2 separate regions of the Mus musculus genome follow, and region 2 is linked to region 1. A link is a contact called in public HiChIP or PLAC-seq data. All regions are on one chromosome and are shown on one strand. The core of a region is the stretch at or near the end of the contact, and the rest is flanking DNA. Distances in the headings are between cores, read along the strand shown.

What was found. HiChIP or PLAC-seq counts read pairs in DNA pulled down with a chosen protein or histone mark.
Region 2: an H3K4me3 HiChIP or PLAC-seq map of bone marrow-derived macrophages shows a contact between it and region 1, with 5 times the contacts expected there. The contact joins two enhancer-like sites. A contact is called at or near these places in 2 of 15 datasets of contacts at CTCF or cohesin (embryonic stem cells and large pre-B cells), 7 of 484 Hi-C or Micro-C datasets (the HL-1 cell line, the HPC-7 cell line, effector CD8 T cells and 2 more), 1 of 115 datasets of contacts at active chromatin or transcription factors (bone marrow-derived macrophages) and 2 of 9 other capture datasets (adipose tissue and liver).

Annotation. Positions count from the first base shown.
Region 1 is chr2:3,620,043-3,627,013 of GRCm38.p6, reverse strand. All of the region lies in intron 1 of LOC108168726, which reads right to left. Among named protein-coding and RNA genes, the nearest start is that of Fam107b, 90 kb to the left of the region's middle. Within about 2 kb of position 5,208, at least 12 of the 459 cell types and tissues checked have an H3K27ac peak or open chromatin away from gene starts, as enhancers often do. A contact at or near this core is called in bone marrow-derived macrophages, where this site is marked.
Region 2 is chr2:3,794,247-3,801,384 of GRCm38.p6, reverse strand. No RefSeq gene overlaps it. Among named protein-coding and RNA genes, the nearest start is that of Gm36031, 10 kb to the left of the region's middle. Within about 2 kb of position 1,419, at least 59 of the 459 cell types and tissues checked have an H3K27ac peak or open chromatin away from gene starts, as enhancers often do. A contact at or near this core is called in bone marrow-derived macrophages, where this site is marked.

The DNA.
Region 1 (6,971 bases), core at 3,959-6,458:
CACTAAAATTGCTCATCATCTCAGCCACAGCTCTGTTGAGTTTTGCAAATGTGTCTTCATCAAGTAATTCTTGAATGCCTCCTCAAGATGCCTCTCACATACTCCCTGATGACATTACCTCAATCCCAGGCAAGGCACTGAGTGTTGTCATAGATTCTGTTATTCTTCCAGAATTAATCAATGTCTTCTGAGCGTCTGCCTCACTTGTAAAAATAGCCGTAATGAAGGTTCTCCCCATGTAGCCAACCTTCAAAGCTGCTATGATTCCTCAGCCCATTGTTTGGATCAAAGAGCTATTGTTAAATGGGGAAGCTACTAGATCCTTGGAATGAAGATCATTAGTAAGAGGAGACTATGCTGGAGCATTTTTAACAACAAGCACATCTTGAAGAACATGTTGCTCTCCAAACATTCTTTCTCCATTTTTCTGCTATGGCAATTTAAGGAGAGTGTGGGCTTCTTGGAAGACATGCTGGACCAGCCCTGATTTCTTATTGCTCCACTAGTAGTGTGAGCTACTAATCTGGGGTAGAGGAGTCCACATTCTCATTAAGCCAGATCACAAAATCTCTCTATCTAGCCTGTTACATCATGCCTATTATGGTCTGGTCATGAAGTGTCTGTCCTCCTAAAAGGCTCATGCCCCTGATGCAAGCAGAGTTCAGAAGTGGCATTTGGGAAAATGATTGGCTCATGAGGATTCTGACTTCATTAATGGATAAACACAATATGGTTACTTGGGCATTTGTTACAGCGATGAAAAAAACCTGAATAGCATAGCTCGCAAGCAAGACTGTGTCTTTGTCTCTAAATCTTTTAAACCTACATTGGCTGAACCCCTTATAGATGAAAGCCCTTTCAAGCATCTCTTCACAGCATAGGAGGCTTCTCCCCAATGAAGACTGTGCTGCTCAGCCATCTTCCCACCTTCAACTCCTGGAGAGGTTCCAGATTTTCTTTAGCTGCCTTCCTGTCAGCACTTGCAGACTTGGGGAGACCCTCACTAAATCACTCTCCCTTTACACAATGAAGAATGATCCTTCAATCACTTGAGCTACCCAGAGTTAGTTGGAAAGGTAGCATCATAGCTGGGTGCAGCTGTTTCTGTCGATATCACAAACGAGCATTTCGATTTGGCTGTGTTCATCGCCATGTTGATGAGATGCTGTTTAGTCCTAAATGCAAGTCTCTAGAAGTTTCTTCATATCCTTGAATTTCTGCCAGTCTCATTGCTTTCAATGAAGCAAATCCTTTCTCACAGCTTCTATTACTTGGCTTTTGCTCTTCAGGATCACAGCTCTGGTGGGGTGGGGCATACCTGACTGGACAGGACCCACAGCTGCTTTTCCACTTTCATAGTCCTTGATCAATGTTAGCTTCATTTGCAGGTGAGCCACTCAGTGCCAGCTCATACTGGCAACACTAGTGCTGGAGATTTGGTGCTTAAGGGTCACGATGAGCAGAAAGGTATAAGATTAAAGCAATCCCAAGAGAAAAATGAAGCCATCGAGATACCCAATCAATAGGAGACACACGAAGCTGTTGCCAGCATAGCACCGCAGAGTATCCCATAATAAACATTTTGTTAAACAGGAGTGCACCCAAGAAAGGCAGTGCAAACAGATAGCATAACAAGTACATACCCAGCCGTACAGTCTGTATCATGATCAAGCATCATTTATTACACATAACTGTGTATGCTGTGCCATTTCTCTATCCCCACATGAAGCTTTATTCACCAGCATCACCACAAGCGTATGTGAAACAGATCTCACAAAGACTGTAATGGCTGTGGTGCACTGGGTAATGTGAACTCTAAGACTGTGTATGTCTAGTCCCTTGTCCACTGAAATACTATGCTTCACATGACCTTATATACAAAATTGGAAAGGAAAAAACAAATAGGTGTTACCGTAGCCTTGAAGGCAGGTGTGAGGAATCAAATGGGTGGGGAACAGGAGAATTTTAAAGCAGCTAAATTATCCAACACAATCCCATGAATTTACATTGTGTTGCTATCAAAAGCACACAGAAGAGGGCTCAATAGATGGCTGATGGCCCAGATGTTAAGAGTACATACCACTACTGTAGAGGACCTGAGCTCAGCTTCTAAGACATCTGCCTATAACTTCAGCTATAGAGGATCCAGTGCCCTTTTCTAGCTTCTGAGAGTGCTATACTCTGTATACAAACCCACACGCGGACTCATATGCAACTAAAAAATCCCACCCAGAGAAGCTTTTGACAATTGGGTTACTGGGGGAGGTCGAGTCAGTTTTCCTTGGGAATGTGGGCTGTTGGACTAGTAGGTGCTCCTATACCCACAAGCACACATAGGCAGCACTATGTGGACTCAGTGAGTTGTTCTTTGTTTCTAAGAGCCATGAAATTGGTAGGTGAAAGGTATGTAGTGGATATATAAAGAAGGAGTCAGAAGAAAGATAATAGCGATAGATTAATCAAAACACATTAAATTCAGGGATAAAATTCCCAAAACAATCAAAAAGAGATTTAAAAAAAAAACAACTTTTTTGAAGACTAGACACAGAAAATAGGCTCCTCCGAGTGAGTTCTAAAACAGTCTGGACTTTAGCCAGCCCTACTGTATCTGCACTGCTCATGGATCATTACGGGAAACGTACCCTCTGTTCACTCAAGATTTCTCTAAAAGTCTATACATTTAAAGAACTTACAGAGGAATCCATAAACAGTACTGAAGCCTAGGCCCCACCTCAGATTCTGATTAGTTTCTAGTGGCCACATGGGTTCTCCTGAGGAAGTCTGATGCTTAAATTCACAAATTATTGACAAAGAGTATGAAATCCCTACCAACACCCACTTCTGTGTTTACCGAGTTAAGAAACAAGACTTTGAACCCTTAGTTGGTCAGCATTACCTAAGCGCACAGACTCGGGCTGGAGAGGTGGCTTAGTGACTGCAACACTTACCTTGCAAGTTTGAGAACTGGAGTTTGGGTCCCTAGCACTCATTTAAATGCCTGTCTAGCATGATAGACCACCTGTAACCCCAGCATTTGGGGAGGTAAGTCAGAGGACCCTTAAGACAAGCTGGCTAGGTTAAGATTAGCAAGGTCCAAGAGCTCTGGCTTTCTGCAAGATCGTGCCTTAGACAATGAAGTTGAAAGTGTTATCTCAGAAGACACCCATCGACAACCTCTGGCCTACACAAACATGTGCACATGCACACAGAACAGAAAAATGTACAACCATAATACATACACACTTATGCAGAGCTCCACAGACTTATTTTACTAATAAAAGGTCAAAGAAGTACAAATGAAATGACTAGAAGCTAAGATCATTGGCACAGGATCTAAGGTTTAATGAGTTACCTAACTGGTCGCAACATTGCTGAAAAAGGCTTAGGGTGCAAAACTGTCAGAGATGCTGAGGGGTGTGTGTGTGTGTGTGTGTGTGTGTGTGTGTGTGTGTGTGTGTGTATGTGTGTGTGTGCATGCTCGCATACCTTGAAGTTATTTTTATTGGCGTGATCAGAAAGAACTTGAACCCAAGTAAGGGTTTGTTTGGCAATCTTGCTTTAAGCAATTTCCTTAAGAGCGGTGGTCACTAAAAACTGTGTTCAGTGGGCATCTTAGGGAAGTGGTTCCCAACCTGTGGGTCACAACATGAGGAACTGTATTAAAGGGCCACCGCATTAGGAAGGTTGAGAACCACAGCCTCAAGGCTTCCTATCTTTTTCCTGCACTTTCTTTCCTGTCTTCTGGATTTCTGCTACAGCCCAGTCCTAGGAAATGGAGTTTCAGGGTGGTCTTGTTTCTCCATGTCATCTCCCCAACACCAATCCCCTGCTATGATTTGCCTCAGTGTACAGGTTTAGGGTTTCATTACAATCCATGTTCTCACCTGGCTAATTGGGTTAAGCAAACCACATTAGGGTAATGGAAGATAATGGATTATTGTGTTACCCTTCTCTGCAACTGACAACATGCATCAAATGTCTGCACAATGCTTCTGTCCATGGCCCAGGGATTCCACAGAAGTCTGCAAGCTTTCTCTATAAGTGTGTTTGCTTTATAGTATGGACAGTGTAACACAGAAAGCAGGTGATTCCTCACACAAAAAGGTTACTGTAATCATGCGCCATTCTGGCTCCAAGGTGAGGGTTGAGGGTGCCCACTGAAATACAGAGGGCAGGGCTCATGCTGATCCCTTGCTGTTTCTACAATGAGAAAGTGGGGTACAGGGAAAGTCAGGCTTCATGCTGGTTTTCCCTGTTCCATATCAACTCTTTGGAAACACAACATGTTAAAAGTTAAAAAAAAAAAAGAAGAAGAAGAAGAAGAAAGGAAGGAAGAAAGGAGGAGAGGGAGAGGGAGGGAGGAAGGAAGGAAGGAAGGAAGGAAGGAAGGAGCACATCCCAGGACCAAGAATCTGAGGCAAGTAGATCTCTGTAAGTTCAAGGTCAGCCTGTTCGATAATGAGTTCCAGGCCGACTAGCTCTACATAATGAAACCCTCTATGGGAGGAAGGAAAAGAGGAAAGAAGGAAGGAAGGAAGGAAGGAAGGAAGGAAGGAAGGAAGGAAGGAATTAAAAAGAGGAAGAAATGATGGTGGAGAAGAAGGAAGGGGAAGAGGGGTGAGGAAGGGAGGGGAGGGAAGAAGAAAAGAGGAAATGATGGCTGGTAGAGATCTTGACTCAGAATGAATTAGTAGCTAGAATTTTAAAACAAGATAAAAGTGGCTGGGACTATAAAACCCAGGCTAGGGTGGCTCAAAAATCCCTTCTGTCACACCTCAGTGGTCTATGACATCCAGCCTGGCGGTCTTTGATAGAAGGCAGAGGAAATTCAGATGGTGTCACAGGGAACTCACAGCCTTGAACCAGCACCACAATCCTACCTGAACATCAGACTCACTCCCAGGATGGGGAGTTGGGGAAAATAAGGCAAATTTGAAACATTGAACATTTATCCAAACAAACCGACTTTAAAGACTATTTTGACTGCAAAAATCTGGGAAATGTTTCCTTTCCATCTCAAAATAGTGTTAGAGGTCAGAGGAATACGATTATAGCAGTCCTTGAAAATAAACTCTGTTTTATGACTTCTCCTTGGTAGATATGTTCACGACAGACCAAAGAACTGATTCTGTCCAAGTCCAGGGAAGTGATGAGTCTGTTGGGTTAACTTTCAGGAAAATGAGTAAGGAGTTACTCACAAGAAGATGGGTGACTCGAAGACAACCGCAGCACCTAAAAGGCTGGCTGATAACTCACAACAGCTGAGGCCCTAGAGCTCTGTCCTGCAGGCAGCTCCACAAAAGATTAGCATCGTCTTGAACAACTGTGAAGGGTTCCCTGATAGGCCCGACACAGCAAGCATGGAGTTGGCAGGTCTTCTCTTTTCCCCTTCCCTCTTCCGTGCTAATCAGTCAAGATTCCATTCCTAAAGCTAGCCCCCAAGGTCCATTTCCTTATTTTGGCCACTTCCTTATTCCTAACACTCCAAGGTCCAGCTATCAAGATTCATATTTTGATTATACTGGCTAAACAGGACTTACAAACTTACCCTAGCACAGACTTCCCTTTTCTCCTTAAAAAACTCACTGCTTGAAAAAACAAACAAACAAACAAACAACAACAACCCTGCTGCTTGCTGTCTGCTTGCTGTCTGCCTTTGCCTGTCCCAGAGGCAGAGCCCAAACTTGTACCAACTGCCCTGCTTGCCTCTCCAGGGTAATAAATCTCACTTGTGCTTAGAACTTGGTGGCTGGAAGTATTCTGAGCTGCTGAAGTATAGATCAGTATCATCCCTTCAAACCATGTGCTACTTTTATAAACTTAGGGCATACCCTTGTGAATCCTGTTACCTTCATGGAGTTCCTGAACTTCCTAAACTTCCTGAGCTTCCTGGAAGGGATCCTTTTGGCTTCCTGGTACTTCTGCACCTTCACCCTCCTTCCACAAAGGAGTGCTTCACTTTGGAGGAACTAGCTATAAATTCCTCTCTCTTCCTTCAATTGAGGGGTGCAGTGTTACATTTCCATGGTCATCAGATTATTCACACATGTGGCCAAGTTCTTCCTCAAGAGTGAATGAAGGATCCTTTCACAGAGCTAAACCAGAGAAAAGACCGGCAACCATTGCTGATGGATGGTTACAGTAGGAAGGCCTCTGTGTGCCCATCATCCGACTGTAACATCATAAATAAGTAGGCACACCCTAGAATTCCCAGTCTCTGTTTTTGCCTCTTCTCTTAAGGGTGAAAGCTAGGACCAACAGACACTTGACATGGCTTTGGACACAAGAGAAAAGGGAGACATGGGACTCAAAAAGACCCAGATGATCTAAGGAATCAGATGTGGGGAAATATTAAAGATTTGGTAATACCTTCAGGGAGAAGTCTCAAACCAAGGAGAGGTGACCTACCAATAAACAACCAACTGAAGAGCACCTTTAGAAAATAAAAGTCGTTGAAGTTAAAATTAAATGGGGAGATTAAAAGAAAAAAATAAGAAATAAGAGAAAGGGATAGAGAAGAGAGGAGAAGAGACGAAGACAAAGATTTGGTAGGTCATCTAACACTGAGCTAGATGCTTCCTGTGCGGACTGTTCAGAATGGTAGTGAAGACTCTGGCTTCCCCATGGGTCACTTCTTGGCTCACTGGTAGAAGGAGGCCCTTGTCCCCCATTGTATGTGTCTCTCCAAGAGCTGGCTGTGTGTTCTCCTGACCCAGCAGCTGGCCTCTCCCAGAGAAAGCAGTCTGAGAGAGAGCAGAGAGAAAGACTTCATGTTTTGTGCTATCGTCTGATATATGTAAAATATCAGGTCTGGCCCAAGGAGAAGGGTCAAGAAAGATTTCACTGTAGGGAGTCAGCTCACAATGGTGCCAGACGCCTAATGTGCTAAGGTAGGAAGAGTAGAAAATCTGGAATCAAAAAAATCAGGGTTTGACTCTTGGCTCCTCTACAGACCATTTAACCCCTTCCGT
Region 2 (7,138 bases), core at 170-2,669, 180 kb before region 1:
GGACTTTGGGGACTCCTCCTATGCTAAGGCTCTGCCCAATGCAGAAGACAGTCTCTCCTGACTGCTTTCAAATCAAGACTCTCAGCTCCGTCTCCAGCACCACATCTACTTGGATGCTGCCATGCTTCCTGCAATGATGATAATGGATTGAACCTCTGAAACTGTAAGCCAACCCCAATTAAATATTTGCTTTCATAAGACTTGCCTTGGCCATAGTGTCTTTTCATAGCAACAAGACCCAAACTAAGACACACAGGTTCCTGTTGGCATAATGTTCTACCCCACCAGCTGGGAATCGAATAGAGCTGGGAACCCTAATCTGAGACATCTGAAACTGAACCAAAGCCACGCTTTCTCCTTGAAGATGTCCCTTGACGTTATTGTTATAGCTCCACGATTATAACAGGCATAAGGCTCATGTCCTGGGAAGCTATAACAATTATCCAATAAAACACTTAGCACAATGTCTAACCTGTGGTAAAGGTTGTCTACTACCATTTCAGAAACCCAGAAGTAGCTTGGTAGAGCAGACCAGTTTGAATAGGACCAAAGTTTCCATGATAGGCAGACTGGCCTTCAACGTAGTGACAAATTTGAAGTGAGGCCATCATAAGCGGAGATCTGTGTTTCAGGAAATGACTCTCATACAGTAAAAGAAGAGAGACAGCGGATGGGGGCAATCAGTCTCCCGTGAATCACTGCAAGGTATGGGTGTGTGGGGTGCCCCTCCCCATGCACCATCTGTTTCCTCTGCAGACTGACACTCCCCTTCCTCCTAAAAGCTCACTCGCTGGATGAATGAATGAGTAAATGAATGAGTAAAACTCATTCTTCCAAACAGATGGAGGCCATTTTATAGCCTGCCAGGAAAACTGAAGGTCAGGAAGCTCAGACGCTGTCCCCTGCCTCATAGTAAACAGCAGCCCTGAGATTCATACAGTGGACTCTTCTGGAGGCAGAAACTGGATACCACACGGACAGGTTTAAACAACACTTACTATTCATTCAGTAAATACCTCAGCCAGACAAGAGCAGAAAACTAGGGGCCTGGGGTGGTGAGGAGACGAAGACCAGTAAGGAAAATAATAACACCACCAACAAACTAACACACGTGGATTATTATTCTAGCTAAAAAATATTTTAAAAGTTCCACTGGATCCCAGTAGGTGGCAGCATCCGGCATCATTTTAAGGCCATTGCAAACAGGTTCAACCACCTGCGCTGAGGGTCTGTATGGGCTAGGTCCTAGCTAGGAGTCGGTTTTATTACTTTATTTAAGCCTCATTCACAATCACTTATAACGATAGGTATGAGCGTCCTAGGCTAAAGGATCAAACTCAGAGCTGCTGAGTCCTGATGTCAAAAGCCGGCACAGGGAGGGAGACCTAACGCTGCGCTGCGCTGTGTCCCTGGGAGAGCTCGCTTCCTACAAGCTACTTACTCTCATTCACCCCCTGCGCTGACTCCTTCTGGACCAAGTTGCCTGCTGTGTGTGCCTTGCTTCCTGACCCTCCACCTTCAGTGTGACTGGCCCAGTCCTCTGCGCACTGCTGAAAAACAACATTCACTAGACTTCCGGTTGGGCTTCGGTTGAGCATCTATTGTTTAACAGGAAATGAAGGGATGGAGCTGGAACTCAGTCATGGAGTTCTCACCCAACATGTGAGAAGCACAAGTTCAAGTTCCAATATTGCCAAAAAGGAAACTATTTATTGAGCAACTACTCATGCCAGGACTTTCATGAAAAACACCAACTTCCAGCCCCGACAGAATTCACCCCTCAAACATTCTCCTCTTGTTCTAGGTTCCTCTGGCTTCCCAAATGACTTTGCAAGGCATGGCCTGGCTCTGACCTGGCCTTAAAGCTTTCCTTCCTGTGCCAACAGGACTGTCCTGATTGACTGCTCCCACAAAATGAGGAGGGGTCAGCATGTCTCTGCCTTGAACCATGGCTTCGGTGTGCTTTCTCTAAGTGAGGGCACAGTGGAGTGTTAGCCCACAAAATGGTGCTTGAAGTTCTTAAGGCCAATGTGGACAGACTTTCAGAAGAGGAATCTGGAGACAGACATCTGAGTTTAAGATCATACAAGTTACTGCTGGATCTGTAATCTGTTGGTGACATGGGCTCTGCAGTCCTTCATGGCATAGGATTCCGGTGACAGAGCCCTGCCTAGCTTGAACAGCATAGAAACAAAACATAGATAAATACGAGAATGGTAACTACTTATGCTTATTAACCACCTCACACATAACCCGGGGAGGCGAACACTGCTCCGTCTACCCCAGTGAAGTCTGCTTGGCAGGCCGAGAGGCCTGGGAGCACTCACGAGGCAGGGAGTTTCAAGGAAACTCAACCTCCTGGAACCTTGGCATTCTCATAACCCGTGTACTCATACCCTATCCCCGTGTTAGTCTGATGTATGGATCCATGTGCTCTCTTTCAGTATTATCTTATTATAAGTGCCTTTAAAGATTGAATTCTGACATAGGTAAGCCTCCACCAGTGTTCCAACGTCCTAGAAAATCCTTGAAGCCAACGAACTAACGAGCTTGGAATTCAGTAGGAATTCAGTGAAAAGGTTACCTATTCAGTAACATTCAAATTTACTTCTAGTAGAGATTTGAAAGTAGGCATTACAAAGAAGAAGCTAGAATAGCTCAGGGCTGGTCTGCAGAGTGATTACTTAGGACAGTAGCCAGTCTCACCCAAACAAGGGAATACACAATGACCTAGCTAATAGGTGGGTTTACCATGTAAGAGGTAGGGAATCCCACTGAGACTGGAATCTTCACTACAACCAGGTATAACAGGCTACATTTCATATTAGAAGAAAGTTGGTGAATTCTTCTGACAAATGGAGATTCCCTACAAATACTTAAAAGAACAGCCAAGTTACACTCATACAAGAATTTATCAAGGCCTAGGAAATAGGAGGTTTGTGGTATTGCATTAATCATGAGAAGGTCTGCTAGAGCAGAAACCCCTGGTGCTAGCTTTCACAAGGCTCAAAGGAGTAGCACAAAGTGTGACTAGGGTGTGAAATCCTTAGCTGTCATTAGCTGACCCTAGGCAGGGCTGTTTTATCTTTACTGTAAATATTACCTGGTTCCTGTAAGTCCTTTTGGAGTCATTCCAGGTAACTTCAATGTCAGGTAACTTCAATGTACTTTGCCAGCCGTGACATCCTACCCCTTTGTTTTCTGTATTATATAAGACTGGTGTTCACTTTGTGACAATACACTCAGATTCTACACACTCTCTTGTGTCGCTTCTGTTTGTCATTTGCTGACTCCTTGCTCACCTGCAACTAGAGACCTGTTCCACGCAGACAGGAGACCCAAATAAGGGGTTAGTCTGCGGCAGAATACAATCATTATGACCATTTTATAGATGAGGAAACTGAGGCCAGAGAATTCTCCAGTATTACAAAAGCAAAAAGGTGGTAAAACTAATATAAGATTCTCTGAGTCCAGAGAGAGTTCCTAAGCTTATTCTACTGTGCACTCACTCTCCATCCCCAAATTCTAACACCCAAAATGAACTCCATCTGAAACTGTTTATGGGAAACACCAGAGCCTCCTGTTACACATGCGAATACATACATATGCATGTGTGCACACATAAACACATCCATATACATATAGACACACAGGAGAGAGAGAGAGTGAGAGAGAGAGAGACAGAGAGAGACAGAGAGACAGAGAGACAGAGACAGAGAGAGACAGAGAGAGAGAGAGAGAGAGAGAGAGAGAGAGACTTGTCCTGATCCAACATCTGGAGATGACAAGCCAGAGATAAGCTGGTCTTGGATATCAGCTGCTCTTGGCTGCTGCCCTTGGCCCCTGCTCCTGGCTTACTGGATTTTGCTCTCCCACAAAATTCATGCATGTGTGTGGTGAGTTCACATGGGAAGAGGGCAAGACTTTGGTACTTTTCTATGACAGCCAACTTTGAGCTTTCCTCACAATCTCATGGGAAAATCTCAGCTGCCCTTCTGTGCCTGCCTGTCACCCAGGATGACACACGAGGGGCTCTTTCCATGGCAAGGATTCTTTCTCACCTGTGAGAATTTTCTCCATTCGTTCTTATTTTTGATCCCCATGACCATAGTTCCAGAGAGAAGAGCATCAGGGGAGAGGAATGTATTTTAGCCACAGTCGAAGAGGTTTCACTCCACCATGGTGGGGACAACAAGGCAGGCCACCTCATATCAGGGTACACGGGAAACATGATGAGACAGGAAAGGAAAGGCTCAGGGCTCTATGGAGCCCCATGCCTCCAACTAAACTCCACCTCCCAGGGGTCTACTTAAAACTGAATCCGTCAATGAATTAAACTAGTAACTAGATCAGAGCCCTCATGACCTAATTGGCTATCCAGAGGTAGGCTTTATGAGTATCCTGGGTGTCCCTCAATCCAGCTAAACTAACCATCAACTACCCCTTCTCTATCTGTATGCTGGCTGACATGTAATAAGTGCTGAATAAACATTTGTTCACACAAGAGAAGGTATGAACTCAGCCTTGGGAGAGAAGAGGCAGGTTGGGTCTCTATTTCCAAAGATGTCTGCTCCTCAAATCCCTGTTCTCTGTCATGGCTCACCACCACCACCATGTGTCTGCGTTTATGCCTCTTCCCTTCTTTGTCAGCTGAAGGCATACGTGGCAATGCATATCCAAAGCCAGAGCTGTCATGTACAGAGTAAGATGGTAAGAGAAACACGGCCACTCAGCAGAGACAACAACCCTTGACAAACAGGCTACGGTGATCCTGGAAAGAAGCAGGCTCCTGGGGGATGAACGGAAGAGTTTTAATTTGGCTAAAGTGCTTTGCATTAGTACCACCCCAGAGCCTACAGAAAAGAAACTCACTGGAGAATGGTGATTTACGATCAACTTAGGCATCCCTCATTTCACTGTGCAAGAAGAGAAAGATGGGAGGGAAAATCTTTTTAAAATTTACTTTTTAAACCATCCTGAATCAATATGAATCAATAGGTATCAATATGACATTTACAAACAGTGTCATATTAGTGGATTCTTGTCTCCTCTTATCTGCTCCATCTCTCTGCCCCACAACTTGTATCTTCCCTCTCCTTTCTGCTTTTATATCATGCGTATCTCTCTGCCTGTTTAACATTCTTTTTCTTTTTAACCTCCTTTTTGTTTTCCGAAAATTAAAAACAGAATTACACCATGGCTCAGGTACACCACTCCTAGGCAGATACCCAAAGGAACCTGTGTCTGCCTAGAGACATGTTCCTTGCTGCTCTTCTCACAACAGGAAGGAGATGGAAAGAGCCAGGATGTCCATCTACAGGTGAGCAGACATAGAAACATGGTATACACACACAGTGGAATTTTATTCAGCTTTAACGAAAAGCAAAAGTACGAAACCGGAAGGAAAGTGGGGCGATCTGGAAAGTATTACACCAAATGAGGTGACCTAAACTCAGAAAGACAAAATATTCGTGTTCTCTCTCATATGCAGCTCCCACCTGTGTGTGTGTGTGTGTGTGTGTGTGTGTGTGTGTGTGTATGTGTGTGTGTGTGTGTGTGTGTGTGTGTGTGTGTGTGTAAATGTAGGTAAAACCTAAAAAAAATTAGGAATGAGAGAACCTCAGCAAATGGTACTAAGAATGAGGCAAGAGGTATCTTAGCCAAATGATACCCAAGTGGAAGGAAATAGCCGCACTTGAGACAATACAAGTCTTTATTGTACATTAAGCTTCCATGCATAAAAACTCAAATGAAGGGTTGTGGATATGTCTCAGCAAATAAGAGGGCTTGTGGAGCAGGAGAGTCTGAGTTCAAATCCCCAGAGCATACATAAGAAGTTGGGTGTGGCTGCCTGTGCACCTGTTGTTACCCCAGAGCTGTGGGGGACACAGGAGGCCTCCTGGCTTTGCCAGCTGCCAACCAGGCTGTGTTAGTTAGGGTTTTACTGCTGTGAACAGACACCATGACCAAGACAACATTTGTTTGGGGTTGGCTTACAAGTTCAGTCGATTATCATCAAGACAGGAACATGGCAGTATCTCAACGGGCAGGAGGCAGGCAGAGCTGAGAGTTCTACATCTTCATCTGAAGGCTGCTAGCAGAATACTGCCTTCCAGGCACCTAGGATGAGGGTCTTAAAGCCACACCCACAGTGACACACCTACTCCAACAGGACCACACCTTCTAATAGCGCCATTCCCTGGGCGGAGCATATATACACCCTAACACTAGCTCTAGGTTCAGTGAAAAACCCTGCCTTAAGGAAATAAAGCAGAATGTAATAGAGCCATCTGATGTCCTCCTCCCTTGATGCATTCTCTCTCATACACATACACATATACACAGACACACACACACAAACACACACACACGCACGCGCGCATGCATGCATGCATGCATGCATTCCCCCACATGTGTGCACATGGAGCACAAACACCTATACCACACACATACACAAACAAATAAGTAAAATAAAATGTGGAAGAGAAAGAACTGCAGCCAACATTCAGTTGTGTGCTTCTCAGATTTGGCCTTGATCTTTCTTTGTAGTTTCTATTCGGCTGGACTCTGGCACAGTTTATCTCATGGGTTCACCTCTATTTTGCTGGATCCAACTTCTTTAGAGAATAGGGGGACCTCCAGACCCTAAGGCAATGTGAATGAGGTCATGCCCATGCCCGAGGGCCAGCCCACACACCCACAGAAACCCCTCTCCTCTGGTTTAGGTTAGTGCCTCTAAGCATTCAGTAAGAATCAATTAGCAATGCAAAACTGTGTTTCCAGAGCCTATGCATTTACCATTAAAGGCTGTTTGCTCGCAAACATCTCTCTTGCCTGATTTGAATTGTGTGCTCCTAAACTTCAGTCATGCCTTGATTTGACTGGCTTTGAACTGACTGAAAGAATTCCAGCCCAGACATTTCTTCCACTGTGGAAAGATCTCCCCTCACACCCTCTTCAACAGGAAGCCAAGACACCAGAATGGATACCCACTTGCCCTGATGGAAATCTATAACTCTTCAAGAGGAAGGAAGAATATTTTTTCAGTAACAGTTCCATAATGCAAATCCATGTTCTCCATACATTCGTATTCAGTGATCATAGACACAAAGTCACGAAGCTATGAACTACTCCAGCT